Regions from separate parts of the Sus scrofa genome. Here regions 1, 2 and 4 are each linked to region 3. The links are chromatin contacts, called in public HiChIP or PLAC-seq maps. All regions are on one chromosome and are shown on one strand. The core of a region is the stretch at or near the end of the contact, and the rest is flanking DNA. Distances in the headings are between cores, read along the strand shown. Region 1 holds the start of MRPL12 (39S ribosomal protein L12, mitochondrial). Region 2 holds the start of MCRIP1 (mapk-regulated corepressor-interacting protein 1). Region 3 holds the start of CENPX (centromere protein X). Region 4 holds the start of CSNK1D (casein kinase I).

Region 1 (2,997 bases), core at 413-2,912, 210 kb before region 3:
GCTAGAGAGTCCTCCCCCAGCGCGTATGCTCGGAGGTCCGGCCGGCTAGAGCGTCGACCCTCAGCTCGTATGCTCTTTGCATCTCGGGGCTAGAGTGTCGACCCTCAGCTCGTATGCGCCAGCAAGCTAGAGCGTCCTTTCAGCTCGTATTCTCCAGCCGGCTAGAGTGTCCTCTCAGGTTTTATGCTCGTTGGTCTTGGGGGGCTAGAGAATCGCCCAGCGCTTATGCTCAGCGGTCCGGCCGACTAGAGCGTCTACCCTCCACCGCTCCCTAGCTCGTATGCTCCTTGGTTTTGGGGGCTTCGAGAGTCGTTCTCCAGTTCATATGCTCGGTCCGACGGGCTAGAGCGTCCACCCTCAGCTCGTCTGCTCCAGCCGGCTAGAGTGTCCTCTCAGCTCGTATGCTCGTTGGTTCTGGGGGCTAGAGAATCGGGCCCCGGCTCTCATGCTCGTGGTCCGGTCGGCTAGAGCGCCCCCCAACTCGTACACTCAGCCGTCCGGCCGGTTAAAAGATCGGCCTTCCGCTCGTATACTCCAGCTGGCTAGAGTGTCCTCTCAACTCGTTGGTTCTAGGGGCTAGAGAGTTTTCCCCCCAGTGCATATGCTCGACCGTACGGCCGGCTAGAGTGTCGACCCTCATCTCGTATGCTCTTTGTTTCTAGGGGCTAGATCCTTGGCCCTCAGCTCGTATGCTCCAGCAAACTAGAGCGTCCTCTCAGTTCGTATGCTTGGCGGTCCGGCCGGCTAGAGCGTACACCCTCAGCGCACATGCTCCAGCCGGCTAGAGTGTCCTCAGCTTTTATGCTCGTTGGTTTTGGGGGCTAGAGAGTCCTCCCGCAGCGCGTATGCTCGGAGGTCCGGCCGGCTAGAGCGTCGACCCTCAGCTCGTATGCTCTTTGAATCTCGGGGCTAGAGTGTCCCCTCAGCTTTTATACTCGTTGGTTTTGGGGGCTAGAGAGTCCTCCCGCAGCGCCTACGCTCGGAGGTCCGGCCGGCTAGAGCGTCGACCCTCAGCTCGTATGCTCTTTCCTTCTCGGGGCTAGAGTGTCGACCCTCAGCTCGTCTGCTCCAGCCGGCTAGAGTGTCCTCTCAGCTTTTATGCTCGTTGGTTTTGGGGGCTAGAGAGTCCTCCCGCAGCGCGTATGCTCGGAGGTCCGGCCGGCTAGAGCGTCGACCCTCAGCTCGTATGCTCTTTGCTTCTCGGGGCTAGAGTGTCGACCCTCAGCTCGTCTGCTCCAGCCGGCTAGAGTGTCCTCTCAGCTTTTATGCTCGTTGGTTTTGGGGGCTAGAGAGTCCTCTCGCAGCGCGTATGCTCGGAGGTCCGGCCGGCTAGAGCGTCGACCCTCAGCTCGTATGCTCTTTCCTTCTCGGGGCTAGAGTGTCCTCTCAGCTTTTATGCTTGTTGGTTTTGGGGGCTAGAGAATCCCCCCCAGCGCTTCGGCTCAACGGTCCCGCCGACTAGAGCGCCCCCAAAGCGTATGCTCAGCCGTCCGGCTGGTTAAAAGGTCGGCCTTCCGCTCGTATACTCCAGCCAGCTAGAGTGTCCTCTCAGCGCTAATGCTCGGCCGTCTGGTCGGCTAGAGCGTCTCCCCTCAGCGCATGTGCCCTTTGGCTCCGGGGGCTAGAGAGTCCTCCCGCAGCGCGTATGCTCGGTGGTCCGGAAGGATAGAGTTTGTGTTTCCGACGACCCAGCCGGCTAGAGCGTCTTACCCCCAGCTCGGCTGTCCAGCCGGCTAGAGCGTCCTTTCTAGCTTGAATGCCTGGTGGCTGAGGCCGCTAGGGAGTCCCTCCTGTTGGGACCCGCGTGTGACCTTCCCGCCTGCGGAGCGATGCTGCCGGCGGCTGCAAGCTCCCTGTGGGGGCCGTGTTTCGGGCTTCGGGCCGCTGCGCTCCGCGTCGCCAGGTACCGCGGGCTGCCGAGGCCCGGGCGGACGGGCAGTGTGGGTGCTCTCGGCCGGACACTGCAGGTGCAGGTGGGGGCGGCGTCTTGGGCGGCTGGCTGGCTGCCCCCCTCCTCGAGCGGCTGGTCCCTGCAGGAGTAGAGGGCGCAAGGGTCCTTCCTGCCAGCCGCCTAACCACGTGGGCCGCTGAGCGTGCCGGCGTGGCCCTGGATGACCTTGGACGGGTTTCTGCTCCTCTCTGGGCCTCAGTTTCCCCGGCAGCGCAGTGACGTGGCGGGACTCCCGTGAGTGGATCTGGCTGGCGTTCGGCCGCCAAGAACCCCACGTCCTGAAAGGCGTTGTGTGGCAAAGCGCCTTCAAGTGTTTGTCTAGTCTCCACAAATTGGTGCAGCTTATCCAAAGCGAAAGTAACGTTGTAGAGAGCGGTTTTGCAAACAGTTACGTGCGTTTTTAAGGTCTTTGAAAAAGTCCAAAGTAATTGGAAGTCCCTTTTGTTAGCTGTGTGGGTCCTGCAGTGTGAGATCCCTGGGTTCGGACGGGGAAACTAGATCTGAGCCTGAGGCACCTGCGTGCCTGGCTTGTGCAGGCTGATGGCTCTGTTTGAACGGGATTCAGGCACCAGGGACCGAGACTGTGCGGTGTGCGGTTGATGAGATGCAGCAGCCATCGAAAGGGGGAGGCTCTTGCTGGGGCCCCCCTGGATAACGCCCCCAAGGAGTATCCCCCCAAAATCCAGCAGCTGGTTCAGGACATTGCCAGCCTTACGCTCCTGGAGATCTCAGACCTCAACGAGCTCCTGAAGGTACTGGCCAGGCGCCCCACCTCGTGGCCCCTTTGCGGGGGGTGGGGGGCTCCTCGAGACTGTGCCTGCTGCGACCAGGCACATCCAGTGTGGCGCCTGCTTCTGAGAGTGCTTTTCTCTGTCCTGCAGAAAACGCTGAAGATCCAGGACGTTGGGTTCATGCCCATGGGTGCCGTGGCCCCTGGCGCTCCCCCTGCCGCCGCCGCCCCAGAGGTGAGTGCAGGCCGGGCTTGCCGTGCATAGGCTGTGGCTCTAGTGCCTGGCTCCCACCCGGTCTCGCCTTGGGTGGCCAGG
Region 2 (3,142 bases), core at 589-3,088, 150 kb before region 3:
CCGGCCCCACCCCCCAAGGACATTCACCAGGCCCCCTGCTCCGCAGAGACCCAAGTATGCACATGGGAAGCGGCCGTCTCAAATGAGCTCTCCATGGCCACATACCCAATGTGATGGCGGACAGCGCCGTCACAGGAGGAATGTGTCGTCTAACTGGGCACTTCTGAGACGCTAAGAGATGCTGTTGACCAGGAAGCTTGAGCCGGGAAAGCCCAGGGCAAATGAACGCAGAGGCAGCCCACTGAGGGGAGGTGGAGACCCGCAAACGGACGGGACACCGTGAGGGGGTAGCAGCGCCGCTGGCCACGGCAAACACTTGCCAAGGGCTGACTGTGGGCAGCTATTGCACCGGGCCAGGCAGGACCCCGACAACCCACATTTGGGAGGCTGGGAGGGCAAAGCCACCTGCTGCCCAGCAGAGCGGGGTCTGCACCCCAAGGGACTCCCAACCTCCGTGTCTCCAGGGCCTCAGGAGTCAGGGCCAGCCAGGGGTCCAGCCCTGGCAGGTTCCTGGACCCCTGGCACCCACGTGGCTCTGCACAGAGACGGGCAGAGTTTTCCTGGATGGATCTACGTAGCACCCTGCCCTGCCACGGGAACCAAGGGCTTCAGGGATGGAGGCAGGGTGTTGGGGGGGCCCCAAACCCAGTCTCCCGCCCCTCGCTCTCCACCCCCATCCCCAACCCCCAAGACAGATGCTTCAAGACAGGCACCGAGATGATACTCTCTTGTCTGGGAAAGTGACCCTGGATATTCTGGAGTTAGAATCAGTGATGCAGGTGTGGCCATTCTGTGTTCCTTTAGAATTCCGATAGGAACTCCAAAGTCTCCAGCTTCCACTTTCCTGTCATGTTCTGTCTTTGGGGCTCTCAGCAGCCCAGTTTCTGCCCATGAGACTTTGAGAAAGTGATCTACCACCCAAGCGGGTGCCAGCAGGATGCTGCAGTACCAGACGCCAGGGCTGGCGTCCCCTGAAGACCCCCAGGCAAAGCCTCTAAGCAATGCACCGCCCTCCCCCTCTCCTGGTGGAGGCAGCAGCTCCCCTTCCGAGCAACAGATACCCCCTCCCACGTCCCTGGGCCCTTCCAGCCACCCCAAATCGCGCCTCTTCCTTCGGGACGCGGCTCCTGTCCCCTTTCCTCCCCGCCCACACTCCTCTAAGAGCTCCAGACGCCCCCGTCTGACATCTCCGGGCCTTTGCTCGAGATGCCCCGTCTGCCCTAAACTACTGCACTGGTCCCTGGGGGCTCAGCTCACGACCACCTCCTCTGCGAAGCGTCCCCTGCGGTAGGTCGGGGACACGACTCCTGCGCCTCCACGTTTCGTGCAATGTCTCACCACCTGGGCTGCGGCCTCCCCGCTGCAGCCCACCGCCCACCCTGGCAGCCCCCGGGCCCGGTGACCCTCGCTGAGCGCGGGCCACCTCCCACCCCTTCTGGGTCCGCACCTGGCGCCGCCCTGCCCGGCCCGGGGGCCGAGACCTCGGGACGGGCGGGACCACGGCGGAGGGCGGGCGAGTGGCGCTCCGGAGTCAGGAAGCATCGGCAGGGATGCTCCCCAGACGACCGGGCCGCAGCTTCGGGGGCTGAGCCGGGCGGCCCGCCGCCCCTCCGAGCCCCGTGCGGCCGGCCCGCCCCGCCTCACCCTCCGCCGCGGCGGGCCGGGCGCCCGCGCCCCCGCCCGGGCCCTGCCCTCGCGGCCGCCGCGCCAGGGCGGGTCCCGGCCGCGCCCGCCCCGCCCGCCCCCGCTGCCGCCGCCTCACCTCGCCCTCTCGGCCGCCGCCGCCGCCGCCGCCGCTGCCAGGGGCCCGGCCGGAAGTGACGCGCGCCGCCGCCGCCGCGCACGCGCGCGCGCGCGCACGCCGGGGCGCCGGCCACGTGACCGCAGGCGCGCGGGGCGGCGGCGAGGGGACGCGGACGGGCTCCCGGGCCTGCGGGCTGCTGCGGTGTCCGGGCCCGCGGGACGGCGGGGGCGGCGGACGGCGGGCACCGGCGCGCGGAAGCCGCGGGCCGCGGGCTCTTGCTCCGGCACTGCCGGACCCCCAGCGCCGAGTGGACGACGAGGTCCGCTGACCTCCGGAAGCCGCCGGAGCCGAAGGCCTGGGTCGGCGGGTCCCCAGTAATCAGGCCATCGCCACAGGCTTGGGCATCACGTTTATTGAAAAAGTAAAAAGTGTCACCATAAAAAATTCACCCGGAGAAAAAGCCAGGCCAGCGCTGGGGGTGCGGGGGTCGCGCCCAGGTATAGGGTCCTGGGCCGCCTGGTGGGCCCCCCAGCCCGGTGGGCGGGGCACCCCTGGCACCCCGGGGAGGTGGGCATCTGACTTCTCCAGGGAGGGCTAGAGCCCTGGGAGGGCAGGGCTGGGCTCAGTCCATCTTAGTCCCTTTGAAGAGCTCCACCAAGTCCTTGAAGTCAGGGTCAATGAGATCCGCGGGCAGCTCACCGTCGTCGTTGGCCGCTTCTCTGTCTGCACCCAGGGAAATGAGATACCTGCCAAAGGCAGCCCTGATTGCCGAGGGGAGCTGGCCTGGAGGATGCTCACTCCTCCCCCCGGGGTAGCAGGCTGGGGTTCTAAGGTCCGCCTGTTTTTTATTTTTCCAGGTGGGGCGAGGAGGAAGAAACCAGACCCTTTGGAAAGGACAGCTGACCTTGGCAGTTTGCTCTTGGGAGGGAAAGGGCAGAAAGGAGATGCCAGAAGCCTTAGGGTTGTCAGCTGCATGGGGAGGGCCACCTTTCGGGGGACCGCATCCTGGAGGTCACCCTCTCACCTGGCTATGTCGGGGTACCCGTCACTGCAGGCAATGTGCAGGGGCGTCCAGCCCGTCTCGTCACGCTGGTGAATGTCAGCCCCGTGTTTGACCAGCAGCTTCACACACTCCAGGTTTCCAGAGAGCACCGCTTCATGAAGGGCAGCCAGGCCTGGGAAGGGCAGCAGGGGTCAAGCCTGAGGCCTTCCCTGCCACCCCGCAGACCCTGGCTGGCCCCGCAGGCACTCACCTGAGGGATGGATGGTGTCCAGCGAGACTTTCCGAGCCCGGATGAAGCGCCCCACCTGCTCCAGGTCGCCCTGGCGGATGTGGTCCAAGAATAGGACGTCGTTAGGGAAGCGCACGCTGCGATCCGCCAGCAGCCTCCGGCGCCG
Region 3 (2,799 bases), core at 258-2,757:
CCAGTCTCCTCAAGGGGGAGCTTGAGCCCCAGAGGACGGCACCACTGAGAGGAGATGGACTCGGGCCAGCAACTCAGCTCAGCTCGGAACATTTTCGTGAGGGACACACCCAAGGAGCCCAGGTAGAGCAGCCAGTGGGCAGCTGGGCCTGAGAGATGGCAGACGCTGGTGATGAGAACCGGGGAAGGTTGCTGAGGGTGGAGGCCAGACGAGAGAGGCTGTGAACGAGGGGCCAAGAGGACAGCAGCAGGGGGAGCCCAGACGGGGTGTTGTGCAGGCAAGGTGTGCTGGGACCCTCCAGGCCTCCAGCCTTGTCCACGGGAGATGGCACGGCCTCGCCCAGAGCTGCTGAGCAAAGCGGGAGAGCAGCGCGCGTGACGGGGAGCGGAGCTTGCCCCGGCCAGGGCTCAGGAGGGTGAGAGCTTGCAGCAGCCCGTACCTGCGGCAGCGTCGCAGCGGCCTCGCGCACCCTCCCAGAGTGAGCGCGCGAGCTTGGCGCCACCTGCTGGTCCCACCAAGAAAGCCCAGAAGGCCCTGCTGCCCCACTAGATCCCAGACTCCAGGGAAGAGCTGAAAGAGCCAGGCTGCCACCTGGGGAGCAGCTGCTGCACCGGCTTACCCTGACAACTAAAGGAGCCAGCACCAGCTGGGAGAGGGGGGTCCCCAAGCTTGCAAAGGGCAGCATGAGATCTGGGATTTGGTCAGCCTCTGTCTCTCTGTGTGGAGGACCACAACCCCCCACCCCGGCCCCGTGCCCCTCGCCTGGGACAGGCCTGCTCGTGGGTAATGACGGCAACCCCAGCTCTAGCCCGAGGCCTCAGGGCTAGGACTCCAGAGCTGCCCAGGATCCCAAGAAGGAGGCCCAGCCAGTGCTCCCCTCTGCAGCTATTACAGTGCAGGGAGGGCCCAGCCTCAGTGATTTCCCCTTTGACGCATTAACTCCTTCTAGGCCTGGGCAAAGTGGCCATCCAGGGTGAAGAGGGAGAACTCCCCCACTAGGGGCTGGCTGGACAAGGAAGTCCTCACCCAGGTACACAAAGGGCTGCTATCAAAAGCTCAGTGCTTCCTACCCTTAGCGCAGAGCAACAAAGCGAAACCCAGAGACCACTCACAGCCCGAAGGGTTTGGGAACCGAGCCTGCCGGCCTAGCGACCCACCCACTCGGGCCACGGAGGACTAAGTACGCGCGGGATGGGGGTCGTGGCCGATTCTGGGAATGGGCCGACCCTAGAAGGTACCGGCCGGCAGGACGGGGACTGGTTTAGGGCCCACACGTGGCTCACGCAGGGGGCCGGGCCCCGAGCTCGCTCCCAGTGCCTTCCCCGAGCCCCCTAGCCCGTCCCGCTCCGCCCCGCCTCGCAGTCCCTCGCTCACTTTCCGGAAGCCCGTGCCGCTTTCCTCCATGACCGCCGCCAAGTTGTGCGTTCTCAGAAGCCCGGCCCCCGCGCCTCCAGCCAATCGACCCGTAGCGCGCCTTCTGAAGCCTCGCCCCTGCGCCCCCCAGCCAATGGGGTCGCCGCGCGCGCCCACTCCCTCGCCCTAATTGGTCCTAAGCGAGCGCACCGCCCCCGCAAAGCGTCCTGGGAGTCGTAGTTTCCGCCAGGCCTTCCCGGCGCGCCCCGCTCTTCCTGGATACTGAGGGGCACCGCGGCCGCCAGCCCCCGCGGCAAGCGGGCGGGGTTCCTAGGCGCGAGGCCTGGGGCGGGGGCGGGAGCGGCCCCTCCGCTAGACGCCCCGCCCCCGAGAGCATCCTCCTCCCGGATCCTGGGCTTCGGCGACCCCGAGGATCACCCGCCCCCGCCCTCTCGGGGCCTCCCGCCAGTTGAAGCAACTGTTTGCTCCTCATTCCGCGGTTGCTGAGGGCGTAGGGTCTGTGTGCGCCCCCCTGCGCTGTCGGGGGCTCTCCGTAGACCCCAGGGGGAGGCTTACAGCCAGCAAGGACTGGGGCAGGGGAGCAGGAGCCAGCAGCCCACTTCCCCAGCCTCCCCGCCTCCGGGTGAGGCCTGTCTGGGAGCTTTGCCGGAAGCCCCGCCAGCCCTTCCCTCATGGAGGAGCTCCAGCGCGCCTACAGCCGGCTGTGCAAGGAGAGCGGGGCCGAGCCCCAGGAGGCCGTCCTGCAGCGGCTGCACGGGCTGCTGCGGGGCCGGCTGGACCTGGCCACACAGAGCTTGACGCTGGACACCTGCAGGGCTCTGGGCAAGCTGCTGCAGAAGGAGGCGCTGCTGACGGAACTGGTCCTGAGTGACTGCATGCTGAGCGACGAGGGTGGGCACCGACGGACCGCAGTGGCCACAGCAGCCCTTGCAGCTTCGAAGGGCGGGCAGGGGTCGGCGTCCCTGGGCTTGTTTGCCCTGCTGCTCAGCACCCCCAGGCCTTGGTGCTCGGTGGCCCGCCTGTCCTCTTCTTTGGGAGTCTCCCCTTCACTGTAGTCAAAGCAAGCAGCAGCATTCACTCGGGAAACTGGGGAGCATCTCTCTGTAGCGAAAAAACCTTAGCGCCCCCAGCCAGCTGGCTTAGGAGAGTCCGCATGGGGGGGGGTCTGCAGCCGGACTCCGCACCTGCCGCGTGTCAAACCTGACACAGGAGTGGGGCGACTGACTCATTTTTGGCATGAACCCTGGCTGGTCGGGGACCCTCGTCCCTTCCCTCCGTCTGGGGAGCTGCCCCTGATGGAGCCACCAGGAGCGGAGAGTGACTGTCCTGGTCCCTTACAGGAGCCACGATGTTGCTGCAGGGACTGTGTGTCAACACCGTGGTGCGGTTTCTGGATCTAAAGGTGGGTGGATCTGCGCTTAGGGC
Region 4 (2,802 bases), core at 179-2,678, 220 kb after region 3:
AGTTCCCAACTCCCTCAGTGGGGGCTCCTCTTACACACCAGCCCACCGAGGTCGCGCACCCGCTCCAGGTAACGAGAGCCCAGGATGGGGCGGGGAGCTCGCACACTTGGGACCATCTGAAAGGCATAACCAGGAGCATCAGGGACCCTCGGCGACAAGCGCAGCAGCCGAACGGAAGCCCCGGGGCGGGCTGCGCCACGGGCGCATGTTTACCCCGAACTTGCGCAACGACAGTCCCGCCGCACAGCAGGCGTGCCGGGCTGGGCAGCCCCGACGCGGGGGTGGCAGCGAGTGGCCCACAGTTCCTCCGAGGAATGCCGCTGAGTTCTGTTTAAACTTCCAACTTTAAGATCCAAGCCCACCCTCTAGCACACGGGTGTATCCGAGCCTTCTTGCGCTGGAGACCTCAAACAATCCGGGACATTCTAACCCCAGGTTTTCCCGTCTACCCCGAGAACTTTCGCAGCAAAGGACAAGCTCCGGGTAGCGCTGCGCCACTCGACCTGCCTCTACTTCAGCCCACGCCTAAACGCTGACTTCGTCCTGGGTCGCCTGAGCGTCGTTCTGGTTGACGGCCAGGGACAGAGGCTGCAACTTGGAGGCGCAACACGTACCCCACCACCGCCCGACGGGCCCCCCGCGCGGCCCCGCGCTGCACCTGCGCTCCGCGGCCGGAGGGGCTGGGCACCGCCAGGGGCAGCGCGCAAGCCTCACCTCGTCTCGTGCCCGGCCGCAGGGCGCAGGACGCGGGCCCGCACGCCCGCCGACCGCTTTGTCGCCTGCGGGGTCGCCGGCCGTCCCGGAGGCCGCGGGCAGGCTGGGGCGGCTGCCCCGGGGCGCGGGTCGGGGGGGCCGCAGGCTCCCGCCCGGGGAGCTGAGCGGCGCGAGCCGTGAGGGCCCCGGGGCGAGTCAGGGGTCCGGCCGCCGGGGGCGGGGTCGCCGGGGCGGCGGCCGGAGCGGAGCCCGGCGGCCGGGCGCCGGTTTGGGGGCCGCGCCCGGGGGAGGGGCGCCTCACCGAGATAGATGTCTCCGAAGGACCCGCTGCCGATCTTCCGGCCCAGCCGGTACCTGTTCCCCACTCTGAGCTCCATGGCGGCGGCGGCCCGGCTCGCTCCTGCCCTCCCGGCCGCTTCCTGGGTCTGAGCTCGGGGAGGCGGCGCCGCTGCTGCCGCTACTGCGGGTCCGGCTGCCGGCTCCGCCCCCCTCACGGCCCCGCTTTCACCATCGCTTTCCGGCCGCCCTGCCGCTCCCAGCGCCTCAATACGGGGCGGATGGGACAGTCCGGGCGCCGCCGCCCCTGCTCCGGCCTCCGCCAACCCCGTTCGCCCTCTCCCCGCCGCGGATGGACTCGGATCTCCCGGGCCTAAATCCCCCTTCAGGGGCCTGAAGGAGCCGCCGCCATCGCGCTGTGACGTCACTTCCCCTAGCAACCCGGCGGGGCGGGGCCGCGGCTCCAAGCGACGGCCGGGGCGGGGCGATCGCGACCGCGGGGCGGGGCCTGGGGGCGGGCCTGCGCAGCTCTAGGGGTAGGGACCGCGTTCTCCCGATCCACTGACGCACCCGGCCAGGCACCTCCCCCCGCTCCTTGCCCCCTGCCTCTGGCAGCAGCCCAGGGCCCAGAGCCCCTCGCCTGGACCCCTTCCGCCGGCAGGATCTATGGGCTCGTGCAGGATTCCCTGCAGCTGTCTGGGAAGCCAGCGTTTCCTTGCTGCAGGCCTGGGACAGGCTCCCAGGCAGTGCCCTATAGGGGGGGGTAGGCACCTCCCTGCACCGGCACCTGCAGGGAGTAATATGCTCCCTCCACTAGGTGCTAGGTACGCTTTTTTGTTGGGTGCCAACAGCCTCAGTAGTGTCCCAGCTCACACGGACTCAAAGCTGACACCCAGCCTGTGCCTGACACACAGTGGAAAATATATAGACATATATAGAGAGAGATTTCATGGCCACACCAGCGGCATATGGAAGTTTCCCAGCAAGGGATTGAATCTAAATGGTAGCTGTGACCTACACGGCCATACCAGATCCTTTACGCCGCTGCAGCAGGCTGGGCATCCAACCAGCCACCTCCACAGCCACCGGAGCCACTGCGGTGGGCTGCTTAACCCACACCGCCATTGCGAGAACTCCACAATGCGCCCATTCAGAGTGTGCGAGTCAATGGTTTTAGCACGTAGCAACCATCGTCACAGTCAACTTCACTTTTCCATCACCCCAAAGAGAAGCCTCCACCCCACAGTCATGCCCCAGGCCCACGCATGAACAAAGTGCTGTGCTCTGAGGTCGCAGGGCCTGGCTGCAGACCTTCGCATTTTCTCGTGTCCTGAAAGCACGCTCCTCCCTTCTCCCGTTCAGGCCCTTCGGGGAGGGAGCTTGGTGTGTGTGCATGTGTCTGTTGGGCCTGGTGGGGGCTGGGAGCTGCTGGGGTCCCCCCGCTGCTGCTGCTGTCACAGTGGCCTCGCACCTCCCGGCCACTGCTTCCATTCTCTTTCCTCCTCTGGCTTCTGGTAGTTTCTGCCACTGAGCTCCCGTGACCTCCCTCTGTGCCTCTTCAGCTAACTGGCTGGTCCTGGTCGGCCAGTTCTTTGTCTGCAGGGAGTCACAGGTCACTGGCAAGAGCCAAATGATGGGGCAGGGGTGGGGTCATTTGCATAAATTGTGACCACCGGATTCATAAATTTTTTAAAGTTATACTCCATTTGTAGTTATTATAAAATATTGGCTACGTTCTCTGTCTTGTACAGTATATCCTTACAGCTTATTTTGTAGATACCTGTTTATACCTCTTAATGGCGCCTATCTATC

The links. HiChIP or PLAC-seq counts read pairs in DNA pulled down with a chosen protein or histone mark.
Region 1: an H3K27ac HiChIP or PLAC-seq map of alveolar macrophages shows a contact between it and region 3. The contact joins the promoter of MRPL12 here to the promoter of CENPX in region 3. A contact is called at or near these places in 5 of 47 Hi-C or Micro-C datasets (embryonic fibroblasts, heart right ventricle, liver and 1 more) and 1 of 2 datasets of contacts at active chromatin or transcription factors (alveolar macrophages).
Region 2: a contact with region 3 is called in an H3K27ac HiChIP or PLAC-seq map of alveolar macrophages. The contact joins the promoter of MCRIP1 here to the promoter of CENPX in region 3. A contact is called at or near these places in 3 of 5 promoter capture datasets (fetal liver, fetal skeletal muscle and liver), 4 of 47 Hi-C or Micro-C datasets (embryonic fibroblasts, epiblast stem cells, liver and 1 more) and 2 of 2 datasets of contacts at active chromatin or transcription factors (alveolar macrophages and skeletal muscle).
Region 4: an H3K27ac HiChIP or PLAC-seq map of alveolar macrophages shows a contact between it and region 3. The contact joins the promoter of CSNK1D here to the promoter of CENPX in region 3. A contact is called at or near these places in 1 of 47 Hi-C or Micro-C datasets (skeletal muscle) and 1 of 2 datasets of contacts at active chromatin or transcription factors (alveolar macrophages).

What each region holds. Positions count from the first base shown.
Region 1 is chr12:1,202,482-1,205,478 of Sscrofa11.1, reverse strand. It overlaps MRPL12 (39S ribosomal protein L12, mitochondrial), which reads left to right and starts at 1,662. Exons shown (of 5, transcript XM_021066454.1): 1 at 1,662-1,903; 2 at 2,517-2,703; 3 at 2,833-2,916. The coding sequence starts at 1,830.
Region 2 is chr12:1,136,493-1,139,634 of Sscrofa11.1, reverse strand. It overlaps MCRIP1 (mapk-regulated corepressor-interacting protein 1), which reads right to left and starts at 1,838. Exons shown (of 5, transcript XM_021066464.1): 1 at 1,763-1,838. PPP1R27 (protein phosphatase 1 regulatory subunit 27) reads right to left here. Exons shown (of 3, transcript XM_021066435.1): 1 at 2,998-3,142; 2 at 2,769-2,919; 3 at 2,137-2,490. The coding sequence ends at 2,367.
Region 3 is chr12:990,326-993,124 of Sscrofa11.1, reverse strand. CENPX (centromere protein X) reads right to left here and starts at 1,507. Exons shown (of 4, transcript XM_021066397.1): 1 at 1,375-1,507. The coding sequence starts at 1,404. LRRC45 (leucine-rich repeat-containing protein 45) reads left to right here and starts at 1,614. Exons shown (of 17, transcript XM_021066372.1): 1 at 1,614-2,265; 2 at 2,715-2,776. The coding sequence starts at 2,046.
Region 4 is chr12:767,482-770,283 of Sscrofa11.1, reverse strand. CSNK1D (casein kinase I) reads right to left here and starts at 1,428. Exons shown (of 10, transcript XM_021066360.1): 1 at 1,016-1,428. The coding sequence starts at 1,091.